2 separate regions of the Sus scrofa genome follow, and region 1 is linked to region 2. Evidence: chromatin contacts called from public HiChIP or PLAC-seq data. All regions are on one chromosome and are shown on one strand. Each heading gives the region's core, a stretch centred on a gene start, on an enhancer-like site or on the middle of the called end of the contact. The rest is flanking DNA. Distances are from core to core; before and after follow the strand shown. Region 1 overlaps GOLGA5 (golgin subfamily A member 5). Region 2 overlaps RIN3 (ras and Rab interactor 3).

The links. HiChIP or PLAC-seq counts read pairs in DNA pulled down with a chosen protein or histone mark.
Region 1: an H3K27ac HiChIP or PLAC-seq map of alveolar macrophages shows a contact between it and region 2. The contact joins two enhancer-like sites. A contact is called at or near these places in 2 of 47 Hi-C or Micro-C datasets (epiblast stem cells and mesenteric adipose tissue) and 1 of 2 datasets of contacts at active chromatin or transcription factors (alveolar macrophages).

The regions. Positions count from the first base shown.
Region 1 is chr7:114,256,941-114,262,611 of Sscrofa11.1, reverse strand. GOLGA5 (golgin subfamily A member 5) reads right to left here. Exons shown (of 13, transcript XM_013989218.2): 8 at 3,052-3,180; 9 at 590-688. Among named protein-coding and RNA genes, the nearest start is that of GOLGA5, 23 kb to the right of the region's middle. Within about 2 kb of position 3,306, at least 8 of the 83 cell types and tissues checked have an H3K27ac peak or open chromatin away from gene starts, as enhancers often do. A contact at or near this core is called in alveolar macrophages, where this site is marked.
Region 2 is chr7:114,107,876-114,112,874 of Sscrofa11.1, reverse strand. All of the region lies in intron 3 of RIN3 (ras and Rab interactor 3), which reads right to left. Among named protein-coding and RNA genes, the nearest start is that of RIN3, 75 kb to the right of the region's middle. Within about 2 kb of position 3,539, at least 24 of the 83 cell types and tissues checked have an H3K27ac peak or open chromatin away from gene starts, as enhancers often do. A contact at or near this core is called in alveolar macrophages, where this site is marked.

The sequences.
Region 1 (5,671 bases), core at 2,057-4,556, 150 kb before region 2:
TGTGGTTTCCTAAGGAAGCTGGCAAGCAGCACACCCAGCACTACAGAGAGAAGGTATAAAATTCTGGAATAATTACTATCTCCTCAGTGACTGCTACAAGATCCTTGTCTAAGAAGCAAGCCACAGAAGATAGCAAATGCAGGCTCAAACGGCATTAGATAAAAACTCTATCAGGTTGAAAATAACTAATCTCACTCCTCTAAACTGGAGAACTCCGGTAAAAATATGGGAAAAGAAAGTCTTACCGTATCCTTTAAAAAAACGTGGTTTTGGAGTTCCCCTCGTGGCTCAGCAGACTCTGACTAGCATCCATGAGGATGCAGGTTCAATTCCTGGCCTTGCTCAGTGGGTTAAGGATCCGGAGTTGCCATAAACTGTGGTATGGGTCACAGACGCAGCTCAGATCCCGTGTTGCTGTGGCGTAGGCCACCAGCTACAGCTCCGATTTGACCCCTAACCTGGGAACTTCCATATACCACTAGTTCGGCTCTAAAAAGACAAAAATAAATAAATAAATAAATAATAAATTAAATTAAAAAATGTACTTTTACAATGGCATCTTTCCCAAGTTGTGAAAGCCGATTCATACCTGATTCCTGAGTTTCTGAATCTCATCTTCTCGATCTTTAATTCTGCTTTGCAATGTGTTCTTTGTTCGATACAGATCTTCTTCCATGTAGTGAAATTCCTACGAAGTGAGGCACAAATAAACCAAAGCTAAATCAGTGCTCCGTAGTTCATCTCCAGTACCTGGAAGTACCTGCCTGACACAAAGCAGGCAGGCACTCGGTCGTTCTGTGCTGGGTATATACTGAATGAAGTAACGAACAGCCTTCAATGGATCCAACGAGAAGTTAATGCTTCGGCCTGACATGTCAATTTGCAGGTGATGACTCTGCAAGCACACGCCTTTATTGGTCATACATTTTTGTTTTTCTTGGATAGATACGTAGGAACAGAATTGCTGGATTATATGATAAGTGTATGCCTAACCTAGGAAGAAAATCTGCCAAGTTGTTTTCTGAACAGTTTTCAAAGTACCTGTACCATTTTGCATTCCCACAGCAAGATGAGAGGGTTCCGGGTCATCCACAGCCTTTCCAACATTTGGTACTGTCAGTCTCTGTAAGCGTGGCTGTCATAGTGGCTATGTGGTGGTGTCTCACTGCAGTTTCAACCAGCATTTCCCTAATGATTTTAAGCAGTTTTTCATAGGCTTAGTTTTAGCATGCAGTATCTTGCACCTGTTTTACTCATCAGTGATAAAAGAGAGGTAAGAAAGAAATACCTCCAAATTTACTAACAAGTACACCAAGCTGGCTTGTCCAAGGTACACAATCCGTGGCGTCAGACCGGAAGTAAAAAGTAAAGCACACGTCGGGGAAGAAAGAGTAAGTCATTAAGTATCTTCAAAGGCACCATGCTTAACTGTGCAGGCAAAGTAGAGGGAGACGTATGAAAAAGCAAACGTGAAATGGAATCAAACTGCTAGAGGCTAATTTAAACATTTATTTCAACCTGCTCATTTCAGACGGAAAAAACTGAGACAAGTGAAAAAAGAGAAAATGAGGAAGGGAATTAGGTAGGGGAGTAACAATTCACAAGAAGTTCTGCCCGGCTTCCTCTAAGCTCTAGGTTAGATTATTTAATCCCAAGATGAAGTATTTCCCATCCAGAACATCTGGTTACTAAATAAACAGCCTAGAGCTACACTTGGCTCCACTTTGCTTACTCACCTCCCTCAATTTAGAAAAGGGCACCGAAGGGGATGTGGTGAAACCATCGGCGGTAACACAGTGAAAGTTATCTCATTAACCATCAAGAACATCCATTCTTTGCCTTTTAATATGTAATAGCTCCTTAAATATGCTAAAATGCAATCTGTAAAAGGACAGCTAATCTTCTAACTAAATTATCTCCGACAGCCTAGGATGTGCCCAACAGGCTGCTACTTAGAGATTTTTTTCTCTAACTACTCAGAAAACAGAATCAAATGCCACTTTCATAAGAAAAACAAACATTTCTCTGAGAATAGAATCAGTTTCAGAAACAATACATCTTCATAAGAAAATATTTAAAGAATATAAATATGCAAAGCTAGAAATGCTATAAATGAGGCGCTGAGAAATATACAAATAGTCTTCTCTTCTGTAAAATGAAGAGAACAATGATTTTACTGTTTAGAGAGAATAAGATAATGCATTCTAAGTGCCTATAATATGCTGTTGCTCAGTAAATTATAGATGTTATTAATATTAAATACAGATTCTTATTCCAAAAATGTTACTGTAAACATGTTTAACTGTATTAATACTATTATACAAGTATATTAATGTAAAATAGTTTGGCTTGGGAAGCAATTATACTAATCAAAAGAAACATAACTTTAAACATCATTTATAAGCATTTTTTCAAACAGAAAGAGTAATCTATACAACTAATGCTGTATTTCTATTTCTATTAAGTAATATTTATTTATTTTGGTTTTTTTAGGGCCACACCCACAGTATATGAACGTTTCCAGGCTGGGGATTGAACTGGAGTTGTAGCTTCTAGCCTACGCCACAGCTCACAGAAACACCAGATCCTTAAACCACTGAGTGAGGCCAGGGATCGAACCTGCGTCCTTGCAGATACTAGTCAGTTTCATCACTGCTGAGCCATGACAGGAACTCCCTTAAGTAATATTTATTTACTACTGTTTTTAGAAAGTACAAATGAAATAAAATATGAAAATCGAGTGATGTTTTAAGTGCTCTATACATACACACTCTGACAAGGAGGTATAATAAAACACAGAACCGTGGAAAGAATCCTGGGTTCTGTTCTGGTCTCTAATCAGTTGTGTGATACTAGGCAAATCTCAAAACTATTTTGTGCCTCTATTTTTCATCTGTTAAAAAAAAAAACAATGAGGAAGGTGGGGCAGAAAGGCAGGAGGGATCTCTGAGCACAACCTCGAAGAATTTCTCTAAGCTGCTTCACTAGATGTCTCCTCACATGACCGCTAGTGGGCAGTCTTGCCTGGTCGTTATCAACCTTAAACTTCACCTGCTTCTGTCGCTCCAACTCGGCCTCGAGTTCTTGTTTAGATGCTTTCTGTCCAGCTATTTGGTCTTGCAGATCCTGTAGCCGTTCTCTTGCTGATTCTGCTTCACTAACCTGCTGAGCTTCCATGTCCTAAAAAGATGAATTTACATGTGAAGGCAATAATGAGCTATTCAGTCCAATATTTACTAAGCAATCACCAGGCGCTGTGAACAGGGCTCAGCAGGCACTGGAGGGGGAGAGGTGAATGAGACACAGTCACAGACTAAGAGAAGCACACAGACTTCACTATAAGACAGGGCAAACGGTGAAAGAAATGGACAGGATGGCACAGCAGGAACCACCGTTTGAATAAGTATGCGCAGACAGCGAGGCTCACTGGGAGATTTACCTCTCTATTCAAAAACTAATGATTTTGGAGTTCCTGTCATGGCGCAGTGGTTAACGAATCTGACTAGGAACCATGAGGTTGCAGGTTCGATCCCTGGCCTTGCTCAATGGATTAAGGATCCGGCATTGCCATGAGCTGTGGTGTAGGTCACTGACACAGCTCGGATCCTGTGTTGCTGTGGCTCTGGCATAGGCCAGTGGCTACAGCTCTGATTCAACCCCTAGCCTGGGAACCTCCACATGCTGTGGAAGCAGCCCTAGAAAAGGCAAAAAGACAAAACAAAACAAAACCACTAATGATTTCAAGAAGAATAGAGATATAACCTCAAAGAGGATTCACTGCCTTAGTCCCCTGAAACTGCAGATTATAATTAGCTTTTGTGTATGTGTGTATATCAGTAATCCAACACACAGTAAAAACAGAACTTTTCTCTCATATCACCTAAGGTTATTAGCACATTATTTTCCTTTTCAGCTCTATTACTACTATCTGTTTGCACCTCTTCCCACACTAACTTCTTCACTTGGTGTCACTATTCTCACTTCTTCAAACTCAAAAACCACCTTCTAGGTTTCCTGTGAAAGCCACCAGTAAACACAGCTCCGTGTCTCTACGTTTTCCCCACGGGGTAAGCATCCGTGCAGTCATGCAGTACCGCATGAGACAAAAACCTGCATCTTCATGTCGCTTTTCAGCTTTTGGTACCTTGTGTTACACACACTCATCTCCACAACCGCTGGCACTTGGCATGTTGTTTGAAAGAGATGACAGATTAGTGATACTCTCAGATGATCAGTGTCATCACACAATTTGGTGGACTTAGACGAGAACAGCAATAAGTTAAATTATCTTTCCCTACCACTTTCAGGTCAGCAGAAGGGGGGCTAATCTCTGTCATCAATTTAACTAAAGCACATGAATTCTTGAGAGGTAAGCAGTCTGCACAGTGGTTAAGGATACATATTCTAGAATCAGACAGACTAGCGTTCCAACCCTGGCTCTGCCACTTCACAAGTCATGGCAAGTTACTCTCCTCCACACCTGTGTCTCCTCAAACTGTAAAATGAGAACACGGTAGCGCCCTCGTGGGGTTAATGACAAAGAATAAACGACAGGATATATGGTGAGCGCTTCGTGAAGTGCTTGGCATATTAAGTGCTCGGTAAATGACAGCTACTAAAACTGTGAACAGTTCTTCCATGTTGCCAGACTTAATGCTATACTCTTTATTATCAACTTCACAAACTTTTTGAGAAAGGGTAGGAAAATGTGTCGGTGTCATCAGTGATGCTGGGGTAGGGATGCGATATAAATAAATCATTTCATAATTGCAACAAAAAGACCCTAAATAGGTATGAATAAGTGTAGCCTTTACTCAACTTCTAAATTTATGGAAACAAACTCTTTGGAATTGAAAATTATTTACAGAAAAAAGACCCTACTTCAAAGAATAATAAGGAACCCCCCCCCCAGAAATAACAGCAGCTGCTATTTACTCAGCCTGCTATGTGTCAGGAGCAATGCTCGGCCCTTTACACATATTATCTCTTGTTCCCAAGAGAACCAGGTTCTCTTCTTTTTTTTTGCCCCCTCTGCAACCTACACCATAGCTCACAGCAACGCCGGATCTCTGACCCACTGAGCGACACCAGGGATCGAACCTGCATCCTCATGGATATTAGTTGGGTTTGTTACCACTGAGCCACCATGGGAACTACTGAGAACCATGCTCTTATCTTCAATTTACAGATAAGAAAACTAAGACCCAGTGAGACGAAGTACCTGGTGCGAGGTAACCCACCTCTTAAGTGTGACATCGGGACCCGGGATCTGCATCTTGATCTGACAGTCAAACCTGAGCCCCAGACAAACCAGCCCACTCCCACCACCTCCACGTTTTCCACGATAGTTCACGTACATCCTACAAATCAGTAATGTGCTGAGCTATGCGAGGAAAACTATCTTGGCAGAAAGGTTTTTGTTTTAAAAACAGAAGGCTCATTACCCTGCACTTTATCTTCTCTCATCCTCAGAGACCCTCTTATATCAAAGACCCTTATGTCCAAGACGTATGTTTAAGATAAATAAGCAGCTCAATTTTACCTTTAAATATATGAATTACACAGAAACTATAAATTATTAAGATTATTCATGAAATTATAAAAGATCATCCCTAAGCCCGTTCTAATATTAGAAAACACCCTCTTGCTTTAGAAATTTGCCCAAACCTAA
Region 2 (4,999 bases), core at 2,290-4,789:
TTATCGTGCTCATACTCTGTAGAAATAAGGGAAATGGATTTAGAAACGGAGAGGAAGCATCACAGTGAGCAGGGTGACAGGGAATTTGCCAATGGGTTTGATCACAGGACCCACCTGGAACTCCTTCCTGAGAGAGGAGCCTCTAAACAACCAGCTTATTCTCTTTTGATGACTGAACATTTGGTTGGGTGGGGGTGAGAGAGGTGTTTATTGCTTGGAAGAAAAGTCCCTGCGGGAATTCCTGCTGGGGCTCATCAGGTTAAGAACCTGACTAGGATCCATGAGGATGTGGGTTCAATCCTTGGCCTCATTCAGTGGGTTAAGGACCCAGTGTGGCCATGAGCTGGGGCATGGGTCACAGATGCAGCTCGGATCCCATGGTGCTGCTGCTGTGGTGTAGGCCGGCAGCTGCAGCTCCGATTCGCTCCCTAGCCTGGGAATCTCCATATGCCACAGGTACAGCTATAAAAACAAAGGGGGAAAAAAAAAAAAAAAAGAAAGGAGGGGAAGAAAAGTCCCCACATGTGGCAAGGCCTCTGTATGTGTGTTTATGGGCAGGACCCCGATGGATGATAGGTGTCCAGGAGAAAAGTGTCCCCAGAGGGCTGCAGGAAGGACCAGAGTGGCAGGAGAGGCAGAGTCTCGGACCTTTCAGAAAAGGCCACCACACCTGGCTGGGGGAATCTGGGGGAGCCAAGAAGCAGCCCCTCCCCATAGCCTTATGCGACCCTGCCTGCCGAGCCATCTTTCATGCAACGCACCACTCAGAATGGGTTGGAGGACTGATCCTAACAGATTCCGATCCCACTTCCTAAAAAGGGCCCTAGATCATCAAACTGGCCCCTGATAGGAAAGGCCAGGAGTGTAGATCCTGAGGGTAAAAAGCCAACGTGACAGGAGCCTGGGGAGTGCGTCACAGCTGGAGCAGGAAGGAGGGTCACCTGCGGGCCTGCCGGGTGGGTCAGGTGTCCCTCCCATCCCCGCTCAGCTTCTTCCCCACTCGGAAGGTCACAGTTGCCTTCTGGCTGGCGGGACCCACTGCTGCCCGGCAACGCCAGGGTTGCCATGGGAACCACTACCTGGACAGTTTGTGGCTGAGGTACAAAAAGGACTGTGCTGCGATCGTCAGGCCCCATTTTCTGCAATCGGTGAAAACTACTCCCTCTGTTCCCAGGGGTGGAAGTGGGGAGAGAGGCGATTTCTCTGGAGTCCAGGGGACCCCACGATCCCAGGCCCAGCTCTGGCACCCACTTGCTTCAAGATGACCCTGCCATGCAGCTGGGTCACCTGTGAAACGAGAGAACGGTCCTATCCCTGCTTAAAGGAAGGGCACTGCTTGACTAGGGCTTCCAGAAGCTCTGGTTCCAGTACGGCTGCCAGCAGAAGTGAGAACAAACATCCCCGTGCCAGGCGGCAGATCTCCCTGGTTGTGCAAGCAGGCCTGCTGCCCGCCATACAAGGACTAGAGCCTGGAGTGGGGCAGACTCTGGGTCCCGTGCCAGGCAAAGCCCAAACCCGGACAGGACTGAAGGCGCGGGCTCTTGGCTCCATCCCCCACATGCCCGCAGACCAAAGCCTTCAAGTCTCTGGTAGCTTCCTCTCCACTGCCACGCGAGGACAGGAGTCACGGCGGCCTCCTGGGGCCCCCAGCTTACGGCGCAGACTGAGCGCTTCCCCACAGAGAGGCCCTGCGTGAGGAAGGGCAGCCCCTCCGTCGATGACAACACTGAGGTCTGGAAAGCCTGGGTGGGGTGGATGGCAGGGGGTGGGCTAGGGCTCAGGGACCGGGGAAAGGGTGCTGATTTGGAAATTTGAGGAAAACAGGCCCCTTTCTCTCTCCCTGGCTGCTACTCACAGTCCAGGGTGGGGGTCTTGGCCCCTGCTTTAGCGGCTGGCCCTGGAGTTCCTTGTCTGTCTCTTTCCCAGGCCCGAGCCTCCCTGTGTAAAGCTCCCAGCCCCTCTCCAGCCCCAAGGCCTCTCAGGAGATCACCCTTCTGCATCCCCCAATCTCCCCATCAACCACAGGCCCCTGGGGCAGGACCCACTGCAGGGCCTCCTGTGCAGAGTCCCAGCGCAGCAAGCCTTTGCCCAATGCACTTATGACTGGAGGCCAGTGAGAAAGGAACAGGAGAGGACCTGGCAGCCATGGTCAGGGGGCCACTTCTAAAGGCTCTCGGTGCCCAGTTAGAGGGTTTGGCAAGGGCTTCCTCCTCCACTAAACTGCACAACGTGACAAGCAGAACACCAGCTGGATTTAATCCTACCAGGCACTTTTGGTCAGTGCACAAGCAGCACAACTGTCCATGGCAGCCCTGGGTGTGAGTCAAGGCCATCTTTGCTGGCTGTGCTTGGCATAAGGAACAATCACCTCTTGATTCTGTCTTAGGAATTTCAGGATGAAAAAAGTACAGCAACATCTTTTTATTGAGTTCTCTACCACACTCCGGGTTTGCTCAGACTAGACCCATGCATCTCTAGTGGGGAACCACTAGAAAGCCAGAAGAGAAGGGCTCTTGGAGACAGCTCTGGCCCAACCTCCCTCCTTGCATAGACGGGGAAACTGAGGTCCAAACAAGGTGCTTCGCTGTCCTGGGAAAGAGGGTTAGCCTGGGTGGTGTCTAGAGTTTGATTCTGATGCTCTCCGGAATTTAGATCCTGAGCCTGCACTGCTGACGTTCTGCCTCCTTCTCCCAACTTTGCAGTGTGGGCTTGTCCAGATTTGAGCCTCCTGATCAGTAATAGAGGGCTATCACTATCATCTGCAGAGTTTTAAAAAGACAACAGTTTCATCTAGTGCATATCATCCACTCTCCACTGAGTGCCTGCTGCGTGCTAGCCTCTCCCCGCCTGCCTGCCGGCCTTCCTTCCTTCCTTCCTCCCTCCTTTCCTTCCATCCTTCCTTCCTTTCTTGGCTGCCCCACGGCGTATGGAGTTCCTGGGCCCTGGACCAGATCTGAGTCACAGCTTAATGCACTCTGTGGGGCCAGAGATCTGACCTGGTCCCAGTGCTCCAGAGACACAGCGGGAACTCCTAACCTCTGTATTCTAATTATCATGACAAGGCCATTATCCTCATTTTAGAGGCAAGGAAACTGAAGCTCAGAGGGTTTAAGTAACTGGCCTGAGGTTCTGACCAGGTGCCTCCAGGCCGGGAGCCTGCACATCAGAGACCTTGTGTTTAGCAGAAGTGGCGTGGAGTGGAGGGAGGGCTTCAGACCAGAATGCACTCCATGTGCCACACGTGGCCTCCTCGGTCCCCAGGCAGGCCCCTGCTGCCCTGGGAGAGGGCTTCCTGGGCAGCAGGGCTATGCTCGCCTCCCTCTGGTCTTTCCTGCGCATACACTCTCCCTTAGAGCGTGACAATGCCACATCAGGACATGACCATGACACCCAGGCCTGACTCTGGCCAGAATGAAGCCCCAGAAAGCAGGGCACCGGCCTTCCTTCTGTCCCGGGCCCAGGGCCTTGCCTGGATCAGGCCATGTGCTGGACGAGGTTGGCTACTACTGAGAGCATTCTCCCTGCACCCGCGTCAGCAGCCACATCTGCAGAACTGCCACGACATCGTTCGAGCTGTAACAAAAGCTTCCTTTTCTTGGACGGTGCTCTTCCTTATTTAGCAACCGTGCAGATGAGGCATCCAGTCTGGGAAAAGGAATCCAGAACGAGCTGTCACCACGCAGACGGGGACTATTTATAGGTTCAGATGCCAAAACAGAGGGGGAGACATCGGACAGATGTGCGAAGTGCCAAGTGTCAGGGAAGACTAAATAAAGGGTAAGCACATGGGGGAGGTGTCTGTGGAGAAGGAACGGGCGGGGGTGGGGGAGAGATGCTGAGCCCGCCCCCCGCGGCTTGAACGACCCACAGGGAACAAGCCTCGACGTCCACGTCCGTCGGGGAGAGCAAGCCGCCAGCTCCTCTGCTCAGATTGTGGGGCAGGCAGGCTTCTTTTTGACATAATGGACCCATCCTGAAAACCACGGCTCTCTCTGGGAGCAGAAGGGACAGGAGGAAAGGGAGGTGGCCCAGGTACCACCCTGATGGTGACAACGGCCCCAGGTGCCAGGGGGCAAGCCATCAAGAAACTACCTGGCCCAGAAGACAACCCAGCTTCAACTTCAGGAGCTTACAAAGTTTGTCCCCACCCTCGAGAGTTTGGGAACTTTGGTCTGTCTGTGACTGCCGCTTATGAGAGCTCTGAGACCCAGGGAGCTTAGGCAGCTGGCCGAAGGTCACAGAGCTGGGAAGTGGTACCAGGATGTGACCGTAGGGGACCCTGACTCTGCAGCCCGAGCTCTTACCCAGCACGCTGGGCCCTTGGCTCTCTAGACCTTGTTGTCCCGTAGAAATATAATGCAAGGCATATGTGCAATTGCACATTTTCTCACAGTCACGTTAGAAAGAGGAAATAGAAACAAATGCAAATTAATCATTCTCACAGATCCTATTTCACCCAACACATCCAAAATCGCATCATTTCAACAAACTGTAAATACAAAAAATTCCTGAGACATCTCACCGTCTTTTTTTTTATATGATGTGTTCAAAATCTGGTATGTCCTTAGCACAGCTCATCTCAATTCAGACTCACGACATCCACAGTGTTTAGCAGCCTCATGTGGTTCCTGGTTGCTGAGGCTGATGGCACAGCCTTACGCAGTGTTCCCAGTCAGGAGCTGGTCTGTGCCCCAGGGCACATCTGGCCGTGAGTGGACATCTTAGCTTGTTAGGAGGGGACGGGAGTGGTACCACTGGCATCTAGGAGGCAGAGGCCCGGGATACTGCTAAACATCCCAGAGCACACGGGACAGTGCTCTGCAGCCAAGGATGCCCAAGATTCCAATGTCAAGAGCACTGAGCTTCCGAAACCAGAGAGAGAACCAGCATGAGCTCCTGGGACAACCGGTGGGAGCCCTGGAGCCCTGCGAATGCCAGCCCCTAGAGCCACTTAGCACATAGCCGGCGCCTGACTTCAATGCTGGGATGGAACGAATGC